Linked DNA regions of Sus scrofa: region 1 is linked to region 2. Evidence: chromatin contacts called from public promoter capture Hi-C data. All regions are on one chromosome and are shown on one strand. Each heading gives the region's core, a stretch centred on a gene start, on an enhancer-like site or on the middle of the called end of the contact. The rest is flanking DNA. Distances are from core to core; before and after follow the strand shown. Region 1 holds the start of MYADM (myeloid-associated differentiation marker). Region 2 holds the start of PRKCG (protein kinase C gamma type).

Region 1 (6,146 bases), core at 2,037-4,536, 43 kb after region 2:
GAATGAAAATCATGAATACATTTCTGAGGAATAATGTATACATTTAGAGAGAGGTAAGAATGACTTGTTTTTGAACCTCCTTGATTCCTCCCTGAAAAACCAACACAACACTAAATTAAATGTATTTCAATTAAAAACAAATAACCCCCGGAATTCCTGTCGTGACTCAGTAGTTAATGAATCTGACTAGGGTCCATGAGAACCGAGGGTTCGATCCCTGGCCTTGCTCAGCGGGTAAAGGATCGTGAGCTGTGGTGTAGGTCGCAGATGCAGCTTGGATCCCATGTTGCTGTGGCTGTGGTGTAGGCTGGTGGCTGTAGCTCCGATTAGACCCCTCGCCTGGGAACCTCCATATGCTGTGGGCATGGCCCTAGAAAATGCAAAAAACAAACCAACAAAACCAAATAACCCCCCTCAAAAAAAAAGAACGACAAACACAGCAAAGAAAAATACCTACAGACAACGTTTTCAGTAAAACTAGGTGAACCCCAGTGAACCTTGGAATACAAGCAGATGGGCTCAACTAAATATATATATATAATATATTTTGATATTATATAAATATACATAAACATAAATATGCATTGATATCATATAAAAATTTTTTGGTGGTGCCTCCAGCATATGAAAAGTTCTAGGCCAGGGACTGAACCCATGCCACTCCAGTAACCCAAGCCACAGCAGTGACAATGCCAGGTCCTTAACCTACTCAGCCACAAGGGAACTCCAAAGTATGTTTCTTGTTCTACATCATAGCACCAGGATAGTTATGAGCAAACAACTACGTAAATGGAGGGAACCTTAGAAAGAAGCTAAGTAGTCAGAAAAGATCACATGGAAAGAGGACCTGACACGGGTCAGAAAAGGACTAGAAACTTCAACATTTGCAAAAGGATGGCGCCCCTACAAGAAACACAAGACTGAAGCGCCCCACAGAAAATACAGTTAAACTGATGATGGAAAGAAGGAAAAAAAAATCAGATCTGAATGAAGAGATTCAAAGGCCAAGGGACAGAAAGACAGACCAAGAAGATCCCAAAATACCTGAATAGAAACTGCTGACGGAAGAACGCCAAACAGTGGAACAAAACAAGTCAGAAAAATCAACATCTAATAAACGCATCTGAAAGAAAGGCTTTGGGCCTTTGAATTGAAGGAGAGTCGTCGGTGAGACACGTGCTAGGAAAACTACCAGTTGTTTGTGTTTGTTTAGGAAAATAATTATTTACAGATCTGAGCAACAGATCAAGTTAATGTAGAAGGGCAAGCCAGTCAGATTAGTATCACATTTTTTGATGGCAGTACCGTGTTCCAGGAGATGGTGGTTTAACAAGTGGATGATACTTAACATAAGCGTTTTTTGTTTATTATTTTTTTGATTTTTAGGGCCACACCCGTGGCATATGGAGGTTCTCAGGCTAGGGGGCCAATCGGAGCTGTAGGTGCCAGCCTAGCCACAGCCACAGCAACACAGGATCCAAGGCACATCTTCGACCTACACCACAGGTCACAGCTAGTGGGGTTTTTTTTGTTTTTTTGGTCTTTTTGCCTTTTGAGGGCTGCTCCCGCGGCATATGGAGGTTCCCAGGCTAGGGGTCTAATTGGAGCTATAGCCACCGGCCTGTGCCAGAGCCACAGCAACGCCGGATCTGAGGTGAGTCTGCCACCTACACCACAGCTCACGGCAACGCTGGATCCTTAACCTGCTGAGCAAGGCCAGGGATTGAACCCACAACCTCATGGTTCCTAGTTGGATTCATTAACCACTGAGCCAGACGGGAACTCCTTTTTTTTTAAATAATAAAAAAAAAATCTTGACGAAGTGGGGCTTATTCTAGGAATGCAAAGATGGCCCACATTTGGAGATTATTAAATGAACTTTATCATCCTAACAGAGCTAAGAATAATCACACGATTGTCCCCGGATATACTAAAGGGACACGATGAAATTTAATGTATATGGAGGTTAACACATAATGTAATAGGAATATTTTTAAAATATTGATAGAAGAGTCCCTGCTGTGGTGCAACAGGATCAGCGGCTTCCCTGGAGCCTAGGGACACGGGTTCGATTCCCAGCCCAGCACAGTGGGTTAAGGCTCTGACGTTGCCGCCACCAAGGCAGCCTTGGTCGGAACGGCAGCTCTGATCTGGCCCCTGGCTCAGGAACTTCCATATACCCCGGCGTGGCCAAAAAGGGAAAAAAAAAAAAAAAAAAAAAAAGTTTTTTTAAAGAAATAAAATATTGATAGCCTAAAATTCAAGATCTCAATGAGCAAATGTTAGAAGCTGTGATAAAAATAACCCGAGAATCGGAATTTACATCAGGGCCAAGCCAAGAACCCCCACGATCTTCGCTGCAACCGCACACAGATAACACATCCTCCACAGAGGAGCGGCTGGCCTTGACCATCGCGCCCCCCCTCCCCCCACCGCGAGACACTCTGATCTCCGACTCACCTGCCACGGAAAGTGTTCCGAGGAAGAGACTCCGCTTTCCGTGACTCAGCACTTTCGTTTGCTCAGCGATCTTTGCGTAGCTCCTGCTTTTGGGCACTCGTTCAGGTGCGCGTGCTGTCCCGCTGGGCTGGGACAGAAGAGATCCTGGGGTCAGGGTGACACAGTCTCCCCCACGTTTCTCTTCGTTTCCCTAAAGGGTTCTCGCAGGATCCATAGCTGCGACTTTCTTCCTCCCGACAAATGGGCTTGTTTGAGGAAAACCGAGCCGGGAGCGTAAACCGGTGCCTTTCTCTGCTCCCCCTCCCCCCCGCCCGACTCACTCCAGGGTTGTTAGTCGCCGGGTACTTTTTAATGCGGCCATGAACTAGGAGACAGAGGGAGGGATATTTTCTCAGCTGTTTTCTTTCTCCCCCTTCCTTCCAAACTAAAGCAGTGAATTGCTTGCCCTGCCGTTAGATGCATATACGATCCGGTACCCCCGAAAGCATCTGTTCTCTTAGAGTGGAATCCTTTACCAGAATCCACCTACCCGCGTGGCTTGCTGAGTAGGGCTTGGATCCTTGTTCCGGATCTGAAACACGTGACCACCTTCATCGCCAAAACTGCCACGCAACTTTGGGAACTGTCTTTCCCCTCTGCTCAGAATCACTGGCTTTTAAAAATTAAGAGGTTTTTCGTTCCCCTCCTTCGAGAACAATAGCATCGTTTAACTTGGAGTTTCTTAGAGTGTTACTAAGATATCCCAATTTGGCGACTGTTAAATGGAAGCTAATACCTCTGCTCCTTGAGATTATTCCTAGTTGCTCTCACGTGCTCAGCTGTGCTCAGGCGTGAATCATGTAAAAGGTTGCCCTGGCGACGCTTTGATGAGTTTCACTTCCCGCTGCTGCAAGGCTGGCTTTGTTTTTTTTGCTGCTGTGTTGGCGCGCCCTCTGCTGGGGATACACACGCTCTGCAGTCTCGGGCCCGTCCAGGCTGGACTCTGAGGCAAAGGTCAGAGGTCCCTTTACAAAATTTAACAAGGGGCCCTCTCACCGTACCCTGGGAATATAGTTCCAAGTTTGCTTATGACCATCCATGGAAGCTTCAAGTTTATTAAAAAAAAATGTCCCTTGCCCTGATTGCGCGGCAATTAAGATATAATTATTTCTGATTTGCAGGCCCTGTGAATTATGTAATTGAAGCCTCAGTCTGCTCATAAGTAAAAGCTGACTCCTCAGTTACCTGCTCATTAAACTTTGAGTGGATTCACACGTGGGCGAGAGAGGTTTATTGCAACAGCCAGCTCTGCTCCCAATAGTTTTAAATACAAACTTTGACGTGTTCCTACAAGTACCTGGATGGAAGAGATATCTAAATGCAGCTTTTTTGTGCAGTTTGGCATCTCCCAAACTAGGAAGCATCTTGTCATTGAAGGCATATTACTCTAGGGGTTCAAGCCGGAGTGGCCATAAATACATGGAAGTCACTTAAATGTCCATCAACAGATAAATGGATAAGGAAGACAAGATACATACATAGATGGAATATTACCAGCCAGAAAAAGAATAAAATTTCCCCACTGGCAGCACCATGGATGGACCTAGATCATATCATAGAAAGTGAAGAAAATCAGATTTAAAAGGCTAAATACTATATAATATCACTTACTGTGGAATCTAAAAATGGTACAAATGAATCTATAGAGAAACAGAAACAGACTTATAGCGAACGTATTTATGGTGACAAAAAAGGAAGTTGGCGGGACAAATTATGGGAATGGGAATGGGAATGGGATTAACAGACACACATGGCCATATGTAAAATAAACAAGGATTTACTGCGGAGTAAGGGAACTAAACCTTATCTTGTAATAAATTAAAATGGAAAGGAATAAAAAAAGTCTATATGTATAGCCGAATTCCTTTGCTGAACACCTGACACTAACACAATCTTGTAAATCAAACAGGCTTCAACTGAAAAAAAAAGATTCTTTGGCCACTGCCAATGATGGTCACATCCGCCTGCTGCAAGGCGAAGGCTGTTTCTCCTGCTGTGTTGGCGCGCCATCTGCTGGTGATACCGCTGCAATGCAGGCACCGGCACTGCAGTCTGGTCAGTGAGACAGAAGTCAGAAGTCCCTCTGAAAAATCCACCAAGAGGCCCCCTTCAAGGTCCCCTAGAAAAATCATTCAAAATTTGACTCTCGCCATCCATGGAAGGTCTGACTGAAAAATTCTCTTGCCCTAATTGACTGCTGGGCGATGAGAAAAACGTTTTAATGGTTTGTAGGTACAGTGAATTATGTAATTGAAGCCTCAATCTGCTCATATGTGAAAGCTGACTCCTCAATTACCTCGTGTGCTCATGAACCTCTTGAGTAGATTCACATGTGGGCTTAAAAAACTCTCAGGACAGCGAGCTCTGGTTTCAGTAGCTTTAAATACAAAAAAGAACGTAGAAGTGTTCCTGAAACCAACTAGGTGGTAGGGTTTTCTAAATGCACATTTTGGACACTTCAGCATCTCCCAAACTAGGATGAGTCTTGTCATTGAAGGCACATTATTCTAGGGGTTCAGCAGGAGTGGCCATACAGATATGGATGCTACTTTAATATCCATCAACGGAAAAATGGATACGGAAAATATGGTGTATATATGTAGATGGAATTTTCACCTGGCAGCAACATGGATGTACCTAGAGGATATCATGGAAAGTGAAGAGAATCAGACAGAAAAGCATATTGTATGATATCACTAACTGTGGGTGAATCTAAAAATGGTACAAATGAATCTATATAGAATATAGAGACAGAAACAGACTCATAGACATTGCAAACATACTTATGGTCCCGAAAAGGAATCAGGGAGGCAGAGACTTTGGATATGGGATTCACAGATACACAGGACCATATAGAATATAGATAAGCAGCAAAGATTAACTGCGGAGTGAGGGAACTATATTCAATATCATATAAAAATTGAAATGGTAAGGAATCAAAAAAATATATATGTATAGCTGAATCGCTTTGCAGAACATCTGTCACTAACGCAATCTTGTAAATCAACTAGACTTCAAGTTAAAAAGATTCAGGGGCGTCTCTTGATGAATAGCCCATCCTCCTGCTGCAAGGCTGGCTCTGTGTCTCCTGCTGAGCTGGCCCGCCCTCTGGTGGTAATACAGGTGCACTGCAGGCACGGACCCGTGCCGCCTGGGCTCTGGGACCGACGTCAGAAGTCCCTCCGTAAAACTCAACAAAAAGCCCCCTACATGGTCCTCTAGGGAAATCATTCAAGTTTTGACTATCACCACCCATGGACGCTCCGGTTAATAAATTCTCTTTCCCTAATGGACTTCTGGGCCACGAGAAAAATTACCTATGATTTATAGGTACTGTGAACTATGTAACTTAAGCTTCCATTGGCTCATATGTAAAAGCTGACTCCTCAATTAGCTCGCGTGCTCGTTCATTTTCTTTAGTGGATTCACATGTGGGCATAAGACGTTTGTCAGGACAGCTAGCTCTGCTCCCAGGAGTTTTATATACAATCTTTGAAATGTAAAAGTGTTCCTGAAAGTAACTGGATGGAACAAGTATCTAAATGCATGGTCTTTTTGCATAGTTCAGCATTTCCAAAATTAGGACGCCTCTTGTCACTGAAGGCATATTATTCTAGGCGTTCAAGCAGAGTGACATAAAGATACGG
Region 2 (6,157 bases), core at 1,333-3,832:
TTCTGCCTCAGAGCCCCCTTTCTGCAAAACAGGGGCCGGGGTCCCCCCTCTGAATCGCCTCCGCCGGGGCCCAGGCCTGCCATGGCCCCAGGAGCGTCGCAGGGACCAGGATCCTGCTTTGCTGGGGAAACAGGTGGAAGGGCAAGGTGCCGGAGACTCGGGAGAGCGAACGAGCCAGCGGGAAATTCCGAGGTGGGAAGAGGGGCGAGGCACCTCCAGGAGCGGAGCGCGCAAGGCTGGGAGCGGCACCCCTGGGCGCGCCGGCTCCGCCAGGGGGAGCGGGCGAGCGGGGCGGAGAGCCGAGGGCAAGGGCGCGGAGGAGCCGGAGGCACGGGCGGCGGCGGTGGTGGGAGCTCCAGCTCAGGCACCTGCTGAAATGTGGGAGCTCCGGGTGGGGGAAGGCGTTGCCATGACGACCGAGGGGCGGGGTTTCGGCTTAAAGGCGTCCCCCTCCTTGAGACTAGGGACAAATGCCCTCCTCCCCTCCCCAACACACACGTGCACACACCCACTCCGGAGGCTGGCTGAAGGGAGGGGGCATCCTCCGAGCCGTGCCCTGCCCCCTCCCCAATCTGTCGCCCGGCCTCGTCTCCCTCCCCCACTAGGGTGCCTTGGTGGGTCCTGTTAGCCCACTGCAACGCCACTCGGATCTCTGGGTCTTACTGTGTCACTCTGTCATTGCACAAACTTTGTATTCGTGCTGGGATCCAATGGTGGGCAGGGAGGCTTGGTGTCTCACTTTTTCTGTTGCCACCCGAGTCTTGATTTCTCTCTGGGCTTCTGTGAACTGGACCATCCATGTCTGCTTCTGTGTGTGTCTTTCCCTTGACCTCTGTTCTCTCAGTATTCTTGGCCCTCGGTCTCTCTGGGTGGATCTGGGTACCTGTCCTGGTCTGAGAATTTGCTTTCATTTCTCTGTTTTCTTCACTCTGTGTCCCTATTTATGTTTGTCACTCATCCTATGACCCTCTCTGGATCTGGGTGTGTCTCTCACTCCTTATGTGTCTCACAGTGGATCCGTCTCCCTCTGTCCCTTCCTGTCTCATAAATCCTTCACATCTGTCTCCCCGAAGCTCTTCCTCTCCCTGTCTCTTTGGTTCTGCTTCTGTGAATCTGTCTCTCCCTCCCTCTGCGTCTTTCTCTTTGAGAGGCAATCTCTGTCTCTCTCCCTGTCTCTTTCTCTACGTCCTCTTCTATTTCCCTCTGATTCTCTCCCCTCCTCTCTGTGTCCATGTCTTTGCAGATGCTTCAGTGTCTGTCTCTCTCCCTTCCTATCTCTACGAATCTCTCTCTGTTCGTGCTTACCTCTTTCTCTCTATCGCTGGGGGTCTCTATCTAAATGTTTAAGTTGATCTCTCTCCCTCTCCTCCCCAGCTCTATCTTTGTCCCTTCCTCACCTACTCTATTTGTCTCTCTGGCTCTCCTTCTCGTCTCTGGGGGGTCCCTCCCTTCCTCCACGTCTCTCTGTGATTCAGTCTCTGTTCCTCGCTGGCTTGGGAATGCCCTGTGCGTCTCTGTCTGGGGGTTGGCAGGGTCTCTCCGAACGTTGTCCTTGTCGGTTTCCTCCTGTCTCTCCCCTCCGTCGCCCCAACTGCGTCTCTGCCTCTCTCTGGTGGCTCTCGATTCCTCCCCCGGCTGGCCACAGCGTCTTCGTCCAGGCTCCAGGGAGACCCGCACTGTTGCCAAGGGCAACCATGGCCCGCCCGCGGCTGCGGGGTGCAATGCATTCTGGGACTTGTAGTCTGGACCTGCGGATCGGCTGTTCTCGCAACTCGGCCGAGAACTTCCTCTCCCGGCACGCCCCGCGAATAGGGGCGGGGCGCTGCCGTGGAGCCTGGGGATTCGGGACACCCCCCACTTCTTCTTTGGGACTTTTGGGGGTCGGGGTCCGGCTTCCCGAAGCCGAATGGGAGATGAAAGAATCCGAATCCTCTCCTAACCCCCCAACATGGTGTCTCCTGGCTTTCTAGCCCCCCTCAAGGCGTCCGCCGAGGCCCAGGACAGAGGATAGGGGCCGGGGTGGCCCGGACAACCGATCTGGGAATCCCACCGCGCTCTGTTCCAGTTCTGCTTGGGTTCTTTCCCGAGCCACGAGCCTATCATCCTCGGGTTCTACAGCTACTGTGTCAGATGCCTTCCAGACAGAGTTCAAGCTTGGGATGGGGGAGACGTGGGGGGGCGCGATGTCCTCTGAGAAGGTAGGGACTGGAGTAGGTCAGAATTCTGGAGTGGATACTGCAGAGATGGAAAGGAGGCTTTTCCTAACCACAAAGACATGCCCCTGCTCTAGTTAGCCCTCCCCCACTTCTCCAGCGGGACCCTTCCCTCCCTTGCAGTGTCTCTTCCCAATTGCTTTTGCCGATGTAGGTGGTGCAAGAAATGGGTTGCATGATCCCGGAATTTGCCCAGATTCATGTTTCTTTGGGATTCTCATCAGGCCGGAGAAACAAAATTACCTGTGAGAGATTCATTGCGGAGGAATTCATTTGCTCATCAGGGTGTTCTCTTGACCAGGTGTGTCAAGGAGCTTAGAACTGAGGGTAAAACGGAGCTGGGAGTGGGGATACAGGCAGGATCAGATGCTGAAGGCCTTGACTGAGGGCCGTTGGTATTACCTGTGGGCCACCTGGAGTAGGATCTAGAAGGATTTGAGCAGGGGAGGGCAGGATCAGATCTGGACGTTGAAAGCAGAGTATCCCTCCAGGAGGGCCAGGATGTGCTAGAGGTGGGATGAAGGAGGCCAGGGCCATAGCTCAAATGAAACAAAATGAAAGGAACTTGTGGAGAATGGGACAGATAAAAATAGGATTTAAGAGGAGGAAGAGACAGTATGTGACCAGCCACTGACTGACTGGTAAGAACGAGTGCCTGGGTTTTCAGCCCTGAGAGCTTATTCCTGAGAAGTGGGGAGCCAGAAAAGCACTGATTTTGGAGGAAAGATGCTGCACATTGAGAACAAAACACTGAATTTCTGAAGTGCTCATGCAACTTCCACAAAGGAGAAATCTTGTTCATTTCTATTCCAACTAGCTCTCCTGATTTGAGTGAGTAATTTAGAAAATCCAGACACAGGTAGTCCATCTCCCCTACCCCTCCTCATGAGACCAAAGTTCTCTTGGCTCCAGCCCCTTTCTCCTACCAGACGCAGGAATCTGGGCCTTGCCCTCTTTTCTGGAGCCCATCCCGATAATAAAGCAAGCACAAGTCTTTCTTTTATCTTTATATTGAGTTTTTTTAAAAAATGAACATGATGGATGTGGGAGAAGGGACAAGGCTTCTCTCTCTGATTGACAGCAAGGCCTGATGGGAACCAGAAGCTCCGGGGAATTAAAAAAAAATAAAATATATATTTATACATTTATATAGATCATGTTAGGCGTGTGAGTCCCAGAGAAGCAGGAAGCAGCAGCAGAAAGCAAACTAGCACGCAGAAACACGTGTGTGCACCACACACTCAAGCAAGGCAATTCTTTTCACATTGGCACAGCAACCATTCCCCACCCCCCGAAATAAATGTTTTGAAAAAAAAAAAAAAAAAGAATATCAGCTTAATATCAGCTTTAAGGCTGGCAGTGGCCATTTTTTTTCTTCTCCGGCAAAAGGCAGGAGATACTATTTTTAACACTGAGGCTGGAGGGCGGCATCACTGCCCCTCACACCTATTTCACTCCAAGACCCTGCACTTTTTGCCAGCTCCTTTTTTGGCACCTCAGGGAGTAGCCGGGATGGAAGGCCTCCAGTCCTTGCTTCCTTTAAGATGGCCTGTAGGCAGTGGGCTTTTGGAAGCTCGGCAAAAATTCTGGATCCAATCCCAGGCGAGGCTGAGCACCAGGTGGGGCCTAGGGCGCCAGGATCTATGCTTGAAGCCTCCAGCCCACTGGGAATTCCTGACCTCCAGCATTTTATTTTTGAACTTAAGGAGGCAAGGTGCATTGTATACCCCTCCCTCCTGAGAGAAAGGGGGCCCGATCCCTAGCTACCCACCCCCGCCCCCCAAACACAAGCACAAACACATACACACCAACTAAGGCACAGCCAGGACGGGCAGGCATGCTTTGGCAATGAGGCCCCTCTGGAGGCCCAGGGGATGAAGAGCTGCAAAAGGGTGTGTGACGTGGGGCTCAGCACCTTCTGGGGCTCAGCACCTTTGGACGTGGGAGGGGGGCAGTGGGGCAGCGAAGGGAGATGTCTCAGGGCTCGGGATGGATCAGAGGGAAACGGGGAAGAGGCGGGTCAGGAAGAAGGCAGAGAAAACCAATAGGATGATCAGGACCTGAAACGAGCCCCCACGCAGAACATGAAAAAAAAGAAGAGGCGTCCAAACAGGATGTGGCAACCAAACAAAACAGGAAGGGAGGCAGAGCGGGTGGAGGGGTGAAGGAAACAGATCAGAGAGCAGGAGGAGTCAGGAAGGAGAGAGGGGAGCCAGAGAGAGGACATCAGAGGACCTCGGAACTCGGGAGAGACTCTCAGCTGAGAAGAGGGGAGAGGATGGGGAGCCCCTGGGCGGAGCCTCAGACCCTGACAAAGACCAGGCGGGCCGAGTGCACCAGGTCGGCCACGTAAGCCAGCAGGTTGATGGCTGTCAGGATGGCCACAGCCAGACGTCGGTCCCAGGGGCACACGTAATAGGTGTGCCGGTCGCCGCAGCCTGGATCCATGGACCGCCGGGGATGGCCGCCATACTTCTGGTCGAACTGGTAGAGCGGCCAGAGGACCAGAGCCGTGGCATAGAAGAGGACGGAGATCAGGGCCAGCCCGGACAGGAAAGTGGGGAAGGCGATGGGCAGCACGTTCGTGCAGTCGCCCAGGTTCAGCAGGATGGCCACAGCCGCCAGGATGAAGCAGATGGAGTACACGGCCACGCACCACTCCAGGGCTGGCTGGTGCTGGTACAGGTTGGGGTTGCTGATGAAGGCGAAGATGACACAGGCCACGAAGGTCTCCAGCACCTTGAGCAGGCCTGGCACGGTGGCCATGTAGCCGGTGATCTCGCCGGGCCGGGCCCGGGTCCAGGCCACTTCGGTGGCATAAGCCACACAGGCGATGCAGGAGAAGGCGGTTGCGGCGATGGCATGGTCCCGGGAGCGGCCGTGGGACAAGAACTGGACGTAGGTGGTGGGGTAGATGATGGAGGCCGAGAGGCAGAAGAGGGCGGCGTAGCAGGCGTAGGTGATGGGGAAGTTGCGCCAGGACAGGGGGAAGCGGGCCTGGAGCCCCGCTAACTCGACGATGAGGATGATGAGGGTCACGGCGAAGCAGAAGCACCACGTGAACATGGACCAGTTACCCATGGCTCCGGTCCACGCGCCCACGCTGGCCACCAGTGAGAAGGCCACGCAGGTGGAGATCAGCTGCAGCAGGCGGAGGAGGCCCAGGGGCTGGGTCAGTGCCCGAGGGGACCCCACGATGGTCGAGGAGCCCAGGCCCGAGGACGACGACGTGGTTGTCGTGATGGTGGTACGGGTCACCGTCACCGGCATGGCTGGGGCGGGGGAGGGAGGGGAAAGAAAGTCTCCTAAGAGATCCCACTGTGGTGTAACGGCGATCGGCAGCATCTCAGGAGTGCTGGGACACAGGTTCGATCCCCCAGCCCGCCAGCACGGTGGGTGAAGGACCTGTTGCCGCAGCGGTGGCTGCTCAGGTCTCACCTGCCGCTTGGATCTGATCCCGGGCCGCGAACTCCACATGCCGCGGGATGGCCAAAAAGAAAGTATCCTAGGAAGGTTCCAAACTGGAGGACCCAGGCCCCCAGCACTTGCCTCCCCGGGGTGGGGATGAGGGGGTATATATGGACAAAGTAATGTGGACTTGAACTGGGGGTGCCCAGGAGGCGGGGCCTTTCAGGTTTCAGATTGGGCCAATCCCAGGCCTGCCTGGAGGAGGGGTCATCCTGGTGCTAGCCCCCTCCTCCTTCCACCCCCAGTTTTCCTACCTCCCACGTCGGAATTCAGGACTGTTGGCCCCCCTCTCTCTTCTTCCCCAAACCCCCTTTCCTCTCTCTGAAAGCCAACTTCTGCCAAGCTGTGTCTCTTTCTTCCCACCCCAGACAAGCAAAGCAGCCCTCCTTCCTCCAGAGACTCAAAGATTCTGCTCTAAATTACATCCCCCTACCTTGCCCTCCCCATTGCCCCTGCCAGAAGAAGAGGCCCTAGCT

What was found. Promoter capture Hi-C pulls out the DNA fragments that hold promoters and counts their contacts.
Region 1: a contact with region 2 is called in a promoter capture Hi-C map of liver, with 5 times the contacts expected there. The contact joins the promoter of MYADM here to the promoter of PRKCG in region 2. A contact is called at or near these places in 1 of 5 promoter capture datasets (liver), 20 of 47 Hi-C or Micro-C datasets (alveolar macrophages, blood, brain and 7 more) and 1 of 2 datasets of contacts at active chromatin or transcription factors (skeletal muscle).

Annotation. Positions count from the first base shown.
Region 1 is chr6:56,275,291-56,281,436 of Sscrofa11.1, forward strand. It overlaps MYADM (myeloid-associated differentiation marker), which reads right to left and starts at 3,287. Exons shown (of 6, transcript XM_021094908.1): 1 at 2,990-3,287; 2 at 2,461-2,587.
Region 2 is chr6:56,233,101-56,239,257 of Sscrofa11.1, forward strand. PRKCG (protein kinase C gamma type) reads right to left here and starts at 2,583. Exons shown (of 19, transcript XM_021094907.1): 1 at 740-2,583; 2 at 1-21. MYADM (myeloid-associated differentiation marker) reads right to left here. Exons shown (of 6, transcript XM_021094908.1): 6 at 3,206-5,485. The coding sequence starts at 5,483. The coding sequence ends at 4,515.